2 separate regions of the Mus musculus genome follow, and region 1 is linked to region 2. A link is a contact called in public Hi-C data. All regions are on one chromosome and are shown on one strand. Each heading gives the region's core, a stretch centred on a gene start, on an enhancer-like site or on the middle of the called end of the contact. The rest is flanking DNA. Distances are from core to core; before and after follow the strand shown. Region 1 overlaps Hacd2 (3-hydroxyacyl-CoA dehydratase 2). Region 2 overlaps Mylk (myosin, light polypeptide kinase).

Region 1 (5,344 bases), core at 2,263-4,762, 200 kb after region 2:
AGCTTCCATGTGCTGATAGTCCCTGTGCCTTTTAAAGTCAAACATATGATGCTATTTGTGCGTAAAGGTTTTTCTCTTGTGCCCATTTGTTTTTCCAGCTTGGATTTCTATGTAAACTCCCTTGGCTAAACCACACAAGCCACCTACACGCTACCTCCTTCCTGGCTTCAGATCAGGGAGAGGAACCAGTGCCTGTGGTGTGCAGTGGGATCTGTCTAGCATACTACACCAGTGAGGTGCCTCTGCTAACCCTGTGTGCCTTATGAACATGCATCTCTGACAAAGGCTGCCTGCAAGACATTTGGGGGACAGGGAAATGGCTCAGTTAACATATTGTTTGTCTAGCATGTACAAAGTCCTCAATTCAAACCCTAGCTTCATATAAACCAGTATAGTGGTACATGCTTGTAATCCAGCATCCTAGAGGTGCAAACGAAGGATCAGAAATTCAAGGTCATCTTCAGCCACATAAGGAGTCTGAAGCCAGCCTAGGCTAGAGACCCTGTGGATGCCTTTCCTACCCTGCTCTCTGTCCTTCCTAAGCCTTAATAAATCCCAGTTATAACTCTTTCCCTCCTTCGCCTCATGTGACCCCTTCCCCCTTAAAAATCAGTATTATTTATTTATAGAAATTTTGTTTTTTAAAACTTTATTTTTAAATTTAATTGTAATTTTTAAAAATTCACCATTTTAGATATCCACTACTTTCTGACAGATTTAGCAAGTTGTGCAAGCACCATACCTTAGTCTAGTTTAGAACATTCTATCTCCATAATATGATGCTTTGTCCCCACTGGTGCTCTCAGTCCCTAGCCATCATGTTTTGTCTCCAAAGTTGCCATTTCTAGACAGTGGCCACTTAGAATCGGCTTCTTTTACCCAGCATGGCTAATGTTTTTGTTGGTTTGTCTAACTCCTCCGTGTTGTAGCACATACTGACTTCCTCCCTTCGTGCTGCCGAGTCATATTCTGTTGTATGACTACATTACCTGTCCCCAGTTACTGGATATTTCAGCTGTTTCAACTTTTTTCACAATTAAGAACTATGACACTTCCATGAATATTTCGCATGCACTCCCCCCCCCCCCTTTAATTTTACTATGTAACTTAGGCTGACTTCAAATTCAGGATGTTCTTACCTCAGCCTTTTGAGTGCTAGGATTATAAGTGTATACCCCATACTCAGCTTTAAATCTCTTAATTCTTTTTTTTTTTCTTGAAAAAGATTCTTTTTTCCTACAGTACATCCCAGCCACAGTTTCCTTCCCTTCACTCCTCCCATCTCCCCTCAGGCTCCCCTCTTCCCCAGACCTCCTCCCTCTTGGTTTCCCTTCAGAGAGGACAGACCTCCAAGAGACAACAGCCAAACATGACAAACCAAGAAGAAATGAGACAAGGCAAAGGCCCTCATACTGAACCTGGACAAGGAACCTAACGAAAGGAAGACTCTGAGGAGCAGCAAGAGCGCTAGAGACACACCCGCTGCCACTGTCAGAAGGCATAGAAAAGCACCAAGCTGACAGCTGTGACATACACACACAGGACCTGCTGCAGACCCTTCCAGGCCCTGTGCTTGCTGCTTCTGTCTTTGAGCTCATATGATCCCTGCCTAGTTGATTCAGTGGGCTGTGTCTTCCTGGTGTCCTCCATCCGCTCTGACTGCTGCAGTCCTTCCTCCCCCTCTTCCATTGGATTCCTCAAGTCCCAAAGGGAGGGACTAGATAGAGACCTCCAATAAGACTCTCCAAATAATGCTAGCTTTGAGTCTTTGTACCAACTTTCATCTGCTGCCAGAGGAAGCCTCTCTGATGATGGCAAGGCGCTGATCTATGAGTGTAGAGAATATCATTAGTAATCATTTCATTCTTTGTGTTGTTGTTTGGCCCATTGTGTTTGGTTCTGCCCTAAGTCTCTGGACTGTCCAGTATCTAGTTCCTGGCCATCCATGCTGTGGGTTCTCTCAAGTTAAACCAGACACTGCTTAGCCACTCCCACAAGTTCTGTGCTACCATTGCCCCAGCACATCCAAGGCACTGCACAGGACACCCTGCCAGCTCCCACTCAGCTCACCCATTCTCTGTGGAATTCTTCTTTGGTCCTGGACTCTGGATTTAAGTCCAAGGCCCAGAATCCTGCAGCTTTAGAAGGTAGCAGGTATTCTTGGCCAGCTGCTTTGTTAGGTTGGTTTTCTGATTTCAGATCAACACCAACATCTTATTCCTTTTTCTTTTATCCATTAGTCTCATATTAATGGTGTCCTTCTTACATACTTTAACGTACATGCTCTGTTTCCTGTCCTAGGCTAAGCTCTGCTAGTTAGTGCAAGTGTTCTTTTGACAGACTCCGCCTCCTAGTTGAGGTCTGATGTATTTAGAGTGTTACAGAATTGTAGTAGTAACTGGCTGAGCGTGAGTTTTATACCCTCATACCCTGTTGGCTCCCATCTCTTGGGTTCATAAGCCACAGTATTCTCTAGTCTGTACTGAAGTCATTTTTCTATTGAATTATAGAAAACTTTATATTTCTTTCTGTTGACTTTGACATAATTAGGTTTTTAACTTATTTTTATTGTGGTGAAATATATATGACATTGACCATTTTGGTCATTTTTGAGTGTACAATACAGTTTTACTTTAAGTGCATTCCCATGATTGCCTTCCATCCGCATCATTTTCTTCAACTTGCCAAACTGAGACTCTACCAGTTAAGCAGCAGTTCCCCTCCCCCCCACCCCCTCCCCCTCCTGCCCAGCTCCTAGCAACCTTCTGTCTTTATTTTTCTCATCTATGTAGCGACCACTCACATGCTGCATGTGAGTGGAGTCAAACAGCATTTGTCCTTTGCAAATGGCAAATTTAACTGATGATAATCTTCAAAGTTCATTCATCCATGTTCTAACATGCGTAAGAGTTTTCTTAAGGCTTAATAATATTTCATATTATGTGTGTGCGCATACATGCATGCAGTTGTGGATCCTTGGCTTTTGTCCACCTTTTGACTGTCATGACTAATACTGTTGTGACATGACTTACAGACACCAATTCAGGTCTTGTTGGTCCCCTTGTTGATTTTAACCCATTATATTTTACCTTTGTTCTTTGTTATTGAATAATTTCTACAAATCAGAAAAATTTACCTCTGACTATCCAAATCTCTTCTTGTTTTAATTTTAATTTTATGTATATGGGTGTTTTACCTGCATGTATGTTTGTGTACCATGTGTGTCACTGGTGACAACAGAGGACAAAAAATGGCATCAGATCCTCTGAAACTGGAGTTAAGGATGATTGTGAGCCACAATGTAGGTGCTTGGAATTGAGCCTAGGTTCTCTAGAAATGCTCTTAACATCTAAGCTGTCTTTCTACCTCTCCAAATCCCATGTTGATCACAAGGATGTATTATTGATCTACAGTTAATAATTGTCCAACATGGCCATTTTCCTAATCCTGACCTTTGAAAGAGTTAAGTGTAAATAAAGAGTAAAGTGTAAAAACTGTCCGTTCCTTCAGATGCCTGCTTGGCTGGGTCAGAAGCGAGAACTTTGAAGTTTACCTGCTTGTTGACTACCTGTCTATGTGTAGGCCACTAAGATGATACAAACCAATATTAGGTATAAAGAGAACGGAACTGGGTCTTTAGAGTGAGCCCAGTCAGTTGGATCCCTTTGCTTCACAGATAGTTGCAAAACTTTGTCCTGTGGAAAGCATCAGGTGCTTTGGGGAAACAAAAGATGAGTTTACACACTCAGTTTCCAAGGTGAGCTAGAGTACAGAACACTGGAGGAGCTGCCTATAGGAAGCCTTTAAGAGGTTTTAGCCACAGCTGTAAAAAATAATACTGATAAAATAAATCTATAAAAAACATACATCACTGTCAGATAATGAGGGTTACAAAGTCCATGAAAAGCAACATATCCGATAAACGTAGATTTTGGTATCCGATAGGCTTTAAGCAAAGCTTCATGGGCAGACTGGAGCCCTCAGTGTGAGCTTTAATGGTACTTAGCTCTGGCCTTAAAGCAGAAAGTACTCCTGCTCTTGACAGGATGAAATTCTTATTATTTTTAGAGAATAGTAACCATGCATTTATGAAGTTCTTTGTCAGGGCAATTTAGTTAATAGCTATGTAAATGACTACTTATTTCACTGTGTAGGTGGATCACTCCATGTACACTTTCTGAGAAAGAATGCAAGTGCTAAAAACTGTTGGCTCTGCAGATGGAGAGAAGCAAAAGTGAAGGCAGGGTTGCTACACCCTTGTCACTACAGGTTGGGATGAGACAGAGAAATCAGCACATAGTAGTCTGCTCGGTTTACTGAGTAGGACTTTAACTCACAGCCAACTCACCAACCATGTAGGACAGGGGAAACAGGTGAATCGCAGTGCAAGCTTGTCTGTTGGGTTTTGCTCACAAAGGATCTTTATAAACTCATAGTGGGGTGGAGGGGTGCTGGAGTCTGTATTACAGCCATAAATTCCCCTGGAACAGCACCTATCAAACACATAAGGGAACTTGACCAAGGTTACCATTTCTCTAGCGTAAGGCAGTCAGTGTCAAAGTCGTTCTGGTCTAGCTGCCTTGTGTGAGCGAGCAGGCCTCTTGTCTCCTCAAGAGGGTACCTGCTTGGTATATGGCCTGTGCCTCTTCTTTCCTGAGCTCACCCTACCCACCATGCTTGAATCCTCACATTTGTGTTCTGGAAGTGTCCTCAGATTCCCCGCTGTCACACTAATTGCACACAGATTCTTGGTGATGATCCCAAGCCTCCCACCCGCTTGTCCTCCTAGCCTCCTCTCCCTACCTACTTCTGACTCCTCCACCTCACTTTTCCCTTATCAGAGCAGCAAAGAAACTTGGTGTGTTTCTCTCTTGCTGAGGTATCCTGCTCATCCAGTTCCCTTCCTTGCTGCTCCCACTGATCCACAAACGGAGTCTCCTGTCACGTGCCTCCATAGAACTGTTGGAGGTGCCTTGTCTTTGATCAGCAAGCCCTTTCTAAGCTGTGCTGCAGCCATTTGAGGACAAGGATGGGTGGCTGTGGCCGGGCAGCCCTGCAGGCAGTGCACATTATAAAATGCCTCTTGTGCATGTTCCTTTGTTTGTTCTTACATCTTTTTTCTTCTCCTCCAGGTGCAGAGTGAAGACAGTGTACTTCTGTTTGTCATTGCCTGGACAATCACGGAAATTATCCGTTACTCCTTTTACACATTCAGTCTATTAAACCATCTGCCTTATATCATCAAATGGGCCAGGTAAAGAAGTGCATACAGCAAGTACTAACTTTGTAAGAACCCACACCATATCTGCCTTTTATTGCCTGACTATTGCCTCCAACTTCCCAA
Region 2 (5,522 bases), core at 1,360-3,859:
TTGTTTCTTCAGTCCATTTGCTTGGAAAATTGTTTTCCAGCCTTTCACTCTGAGGTAGTGTCTGTCTTTTTCCCTGAGATGGGTTTCCTGTAAGCAGCAGAATGTTGGGTCCTGTTTGTGTAGCCAGTCTGTTAGTCTATGTCTTTTTATTGGGGAATTGAGTCCATTGATATTAAGAGATATTAAGGAAAAGTAATTGTTGCTCCCTTTTATTTTTGTTGTTAGAGTTGGCATTCTGTTCTTGTGGCTGTCTTCTTTTTGGTTTGTTGAATGATTACTTTCTTGGTTGTTCTAGGGCGTGATTTCCGTCCTTGTATTGCTTCTTTTCTGTTATTATCCTTTGAAGGGCTGGATTCGTGGAAAGATATTGTGTGAACTTGGTTTTGTCGTGGAATACTTTGGTTTCTCCATCTATGGTAATTGAGAGTTTGGCCGGGTATAGTAGCCTGGGCTGGCATTTGTGTTCTCTTAGTGTCTGTATAACATCTGTCCAGGCTCTTCTGGCTTTCATAGTCTCTGGTGAAAAGTCTGGTGTAATTCTGATAGGCCTTCCTTTATATGTTACTTGACCTTTCTCCCTTACTGCTTTTAATATTCTATCTTTATTTAGTGCATTTGTTGTTCTGATTATTATGTGTCGGGAGGAATTTCTTTTCTGGTCCAGTCTATTTGGAGTTCTGTATGCTTCTTGTATGATCATGGGCATCTCTTTTTTTATGTTTGGGAAGTTTTCTTCTATTATTTTGTTGAAGATATTAGCTGGCCCTTTAAGTTGAAAATCTTCATTCTCATCAATTCCTATTATCCGTAGGTTTGGTCTTCTCATTGTGTCCTGGATTACCTGGATGTTTTGAGTTAGGATCCTTTTGCATTTTGTATTTTCTTTGACTGTTGTGTCGATGTTCTCTATGGAATCTTCTGCACCTGAGATTCTCTCTTCCATTTCTTGTATTCTGTTGCTGATGCTCGCATCTATGGTTCCAGATCTCTTTCCTAGGGTTTCTATCTCCAGCGTTGCCTCGCTTTGGGTTTTCTTTATTGTGTCTACTTCCCCTTTTAGTTCTAGTATGGTTTTGTTCATTTCCATCACCTGTTTGGCTGTGTTTTCCTGCTTTTCTTTAAGAGCCTGTAACTCTTTAGCAGTGCTCTCCTGTAAATCTTTAAGTGACTTATGAAAGTCCTTCTTGATGTCCTCTATCATCATCATGAGAAATGTTTTTAAATCTGGGTCTAGATTTTCGGTTGTGTTGGGGTGCCCAGGACTAGGTGGGGTGGGAGTGCTGCGTTCTGATGATGGTGAGTGGTCTTGATTTCTGTTAGTAGGATTCTTACGTTTGCCTTTCGCCATCTGGTAATCTCTGAAGCTAGCTGTTTTAGTTGTCACTGTTAAGAGCTTGTTCTTCAGGTGACTCTGTTAGCCTCTATGAGCAGACCTGGAGGGTAGCACTCTCCTTAGTTTCAGTGGGCAGAGTATTCTCTGCAGGCAAGCTCTCTTCTTGCAAGGCAGGTACCCAGATATCTGGTGTTCGAACCAGACTCCTGGCAGAAGTTGTGTTCCACTCACTAGAGGTCTTAGGATCACGTGTGGAATCCTGTGTGGGCCCTTGCGGGTGTCAGGCGACTCAGCTGGCAAGGTAGCCGGGGCTCGAGTGGAGTGGAAGGGGTTTGTGCCCCAGATCAAGCCCGGGTAGCCTGCTTCCCTATGTACCGCAGTCTCAAGTTCCACGCGATTGGATTGGGGTAGGCGCTGTGTTCCACTCACCAAAGGTCTTAGGGTCCCGTGGGGAGTCCCGTGTGGGCCCTTGCGGGTGTTGGGCAAGACTCTGCTGTCAAGGTAGCCCGGGGCTCGAGTCTCGAGTCGAGCGGAAGGGACTTGTGCCCCAGATCAGGCCCGGGTAGCCTGCTTCCCTATGTACCGCAGTCTCGAGTTCCGTGCGATTGGATTGGGGCAGGCACTGTGATCCACTCACCAGAGGTCTTAGGGTCCCGTGGGGAGTCCTGTGTGGACCCTTGCGGGTGTTGGGCAAGACTCTGCTGGCAAGGTAGCCCGGGGCTCGAGTCTCGAGTCGAGCGGAAGCCAGTCAGTTCTTTTAACCACTGAGAACTCAGGACCTCTGGAAGAACAGTCAGTTCTTTTAACCACTGAGCCATCGCTCTAGCCCCGGTCCTCAAAGTTTAAAGTGTTTTTAGATTCACATTGTGGAAGGTTTGAACTTTGAAAATCCAGCTGGCAGGTCTCTTAGAGTAGAGATTCATCTGTGTGTGTGCATGTGTGTGTGTGTGTGTGTGTGTGTGTGTCCTCTGTCACTTTGAACCTTGGACTTAGAACAGGGCTCAAGCCACACTTGGAAAACACATATGACTCTTGGCTGTTTGATTCATTCCTGGAATTGTAAAAAAAAAAAAAAAACAATTAAAATAACTTCAGATGGAAATATTCCCACCATGGACCTGTAGTTTCTACAGATTTGAACCATGCAATAAGCCCGTGTAATTAGTGATGGTATGTAAAAAGAGGAGAGCTGGAACACAGTCACACCCAGAAAGGAGGGAGAAGGCATTCCCAGGATCATCAGGATAGCAGAGGTCAAATGTCAAAAGTAGATGGGAGAGGCCTGAGTCACAAGGAGAGAAGGCAGGCCTGGGTGTGAGCGCCATAGCCCTAGGAAGCTTTGTGACCCTGGAAGGCCCCTTTTCAGTTGTACTGCAGGCATCAATGCCTTTCCTCCCTAAGGATGGAGGTAGGCAAGACACAGCCAGCTGTTGAGGAAGCCCAGGGCACAGGACAATGGGCTGTTTGCCTTGCAAGGCTTGAGATAACTGGTTGGTCACCAGGTGGGTGAGCTGGGACCTAAGAGGGCCTATCTGTTGTTTCCCTTCACAGGGCCGAACTTGGCACAGACAGCCCCTTCATTCTCTAGTGTTCTGAAGGACAGTGTTGTCATTGAGGGCCAGGATTTTGTGCTACGGTGCTCAGTGCAGGGGACTCCAGCACCCCGGGTCACGTGGCTGCTCAATGGTGAGTTTCCCCTTGCTCCAGTCCCTGTGCAACTGAGTTCACTTGTCACTCCGAACCATATGTGCCTCAGAAGGGCAGAGAAGGGAAGACGTGGGAACTGGCTCGGCTGTTTGCTAGCTGGCCTGGCTCATCTGCTCTTTGGGAATACTGCTGCCAGCCTGGCAGGGCAGCTAGGAGAACTCACTTCCTTCACATGTATAAAGTGGGAGGGTGAGATACCTGCCCAAAGATACGTATGCAGCTCAATTTCATATCTTATGATTAGACTCCTAAGAGAGCATCGATAGGCGTTTATTGAGTTGATAAATGAACATGCAGATGGATAACCCAGTGACCCACGTTAGAAAGTAGCCAAGGAATTTGACCTTTTATCGAGGGGCAGGTGGATCTAGAATAAAAACTAGTGATTCATTATGATGTTAATTGTAATTCTATAATTAAGTAAAGCTCTCTGACTTTTGTTTTGTTTTTGAGACAGGGTCTCTCTATGTAGCCCTGGTTGTCCTGAAATTTACTGTGTAGAAGAGGCTAGCCATGAACTCAGAGATATCTGCCTGCCTCTGCTTCCAAGTGCTGGGATTAAAAGTGTGTCCCATCACTGCCTGGCATAAGTAATAACTCTTTGAAAAAATAATTAACAAATATTCTCACCCTTCTCCTCTTTTGAGGGTCTTCTAATTTTTAATTTTTAATTTAAATTTAAGTGTGGGAGACTGACTTTAAAACTGGGAACAGTCTGTTCAGTGGGCATAGCTGGGCAGAGGCTGTTGGTAAGAAACCTTAGGGACCTGCTAAGAGGGGACTCTCCAGCCCAGAGTCATCAGATAACTGATCTTCTGATTTGGAGGCAGAGAGCTTGTGATCTTAGCCAGTTCTTGCATCTTACAGCACAAGCCTCATAAGAGGCAGCACCCACCGCTTGTCACCAAGTAGTCCCCAGGTGTGTCATCGTCCTGACCCTTTGCTGTAAGCCTCGGTATCACCACAGTTCTTTCAGGCTTTGCCAGGGAGTGAGTGCGAGCACGTGTTGTACGAACTCCCTCCAGTTAGCTTCGGTAGATAGGTGAGAACTGCAGTCTACCCCTCACCCATGGACAGAGCCTGGGACTGAGGGCAAGGACCCAGCCTGCTTGCAGCTAGAGCCGGGTGTGAGCCTAAGGGCCAATCATGGGTCTGAGTGAGAGCTTCACTTTGACCGGGCAAAGCTAAACAAGGGTCAATGAGCATTTCCTCCGGAGAGCCAGTTTGTAAATCCTTCCAGGTGTCCAGGGTACATACCTCTGTACCAACTAACCAACTCCACCGCTGTGGCGTAAAGACAGCAGACTGTGGAAAGTTTATGGGCACTGAAATAAGAATGTCATGCAATTTCCTCATGTCATAAAATTGTTTTCATTATATTAAAAATATGTATCAATATATTTTAATATATTAATGTTAATTACACACACATACTACTTAAATAGCACTTTTGGTTTGCCAGCTATGTGAAACCAAATTGCATAAGTCAGTACAAAAAAGGTTTTTTGTGCAGTAGATGATGGTTAACAGAAACTCACAGCTGGTCAAGTATGCGGGAAATGAGTATCGTTGGAATGCCCAGCCACAAATGAGCTGTCGATATTGTATTCATCCCAAAACTCGGGACCACCTCAGTAAATGGGTCAGAAAGACCATGAGATCCAGAAGTAGAGGAGGGCTGGGCTGGAACAGTGTCTTCTGGGCAAGACAGGGCTGATGCAGTCATGAGCCCACAGCAGCTGTGGCTGCCTGCATGAGACCCGTACAAGATCCATCCAGTTAACATTCTAGCATGGAGCAGGGAAGGGCTCACCAGCCCCTAGCCCTAGCTAATGAGCTATTGGTAGTTAGTGGCTTCTGGAGGAAAAAGAATCTGTTTTCTTTAAGGGTGTGGCCCCTGGTTGGCCTGTCATGCTCCATTCTCAAGAATATATGAACAGCATAGATTGGACTCACTGAGTTAATCAAGCAAAGCAAAACAAAACAAAAGGGACACAAAGTTGCAGGCTGAGATGGGAACCGATCTGGTAGGGATGAGGGGGAGAGTTGGGAAGACCATGACCAAAGTACATTGTATGAAATTCCCAAAGAACATATATATATATTGCAACATATAAATACATATTATATGTTATATTCTAAATAATATTAAATGTAAATGATTAGATATTATAATATATATTTAATATCGAGCATGGGGTAGATCTTGGCTATCCACACTTTTCCCACTAGAGGGCAATAGTGCTTAAATTCCCTTCCGTAGCTTCTAACTAGTCCAAACAAGCCTCTAGGCTGTGAAGTGGTTTTTTTTTGGGGGGGGGGTTGTTTTGTTTTGTTTTTTCAATTTTTTATTAGATATTTTCTTCATTTACATTTCAAATGCTATCCAAAAAGTCCCCTATACCCTCCCCGCCCCACCCCCTGCCCTGCTCCCCTACCCACTCACTCCCACTTCTTGACCCTGGCGTTTCCTGTACTGGGG

The links. A called contact is a pair of places that touch in the nucleus more often than the background predicts.
Region 1: a contact with region 2 is called in a Hi-C map of liver, with 3 times the contacts expected there. The contact joins two enhancer-like sites. A contact is called at or near these places in 11 of 484 Hi-C or Micro-C datasets (bone marrow-derived macrophages, cerebellum, cortical neurons and 4 more).

Annotation. Positions count from the first base shown.
Region 1 is chr16:35,094,624-35,099,967 of GRCm38.p6, forward strand. Hacd2 (3-hydroxyacyl-CoA dehydratase 2) reads left to right here. Exons shown (of 7, transcript NM_023587.2): 5 at 5,133-5,254. Among named protein-coding and RNA genes, the nearest start is that of Adcy5, 58 kb to the right of the region's middle. Within about 2 kb of position 3,513, at least 3 of the 459 cell types and tissues checked have an H3K27ac peak or open chromatin away from gene starts, as enhancers often do. A contact at or near this core is called in liver, where this site is marked.
Region 2 is chr16:34,891,927-34,897,448 of GRCm38.p6, forward strand. Mylk (myosin, light polypeptide kinase) reads left to right here. Exons shown (of 32, transcript NM_139300.3): 10 at 2,885-3,019. Among named protein-coding and RNA genes, the nearest start is that of 1700119H24Rik, 45 kb to the right of the region's middle. Within about 2 kb of position 2,610, at least 5 of the 459 cell types and tissues checked have an H3K27ac peak or open chromatin away from gene starts, as enhancers often do. A contact at or near this core is called in liver, where this site is marked.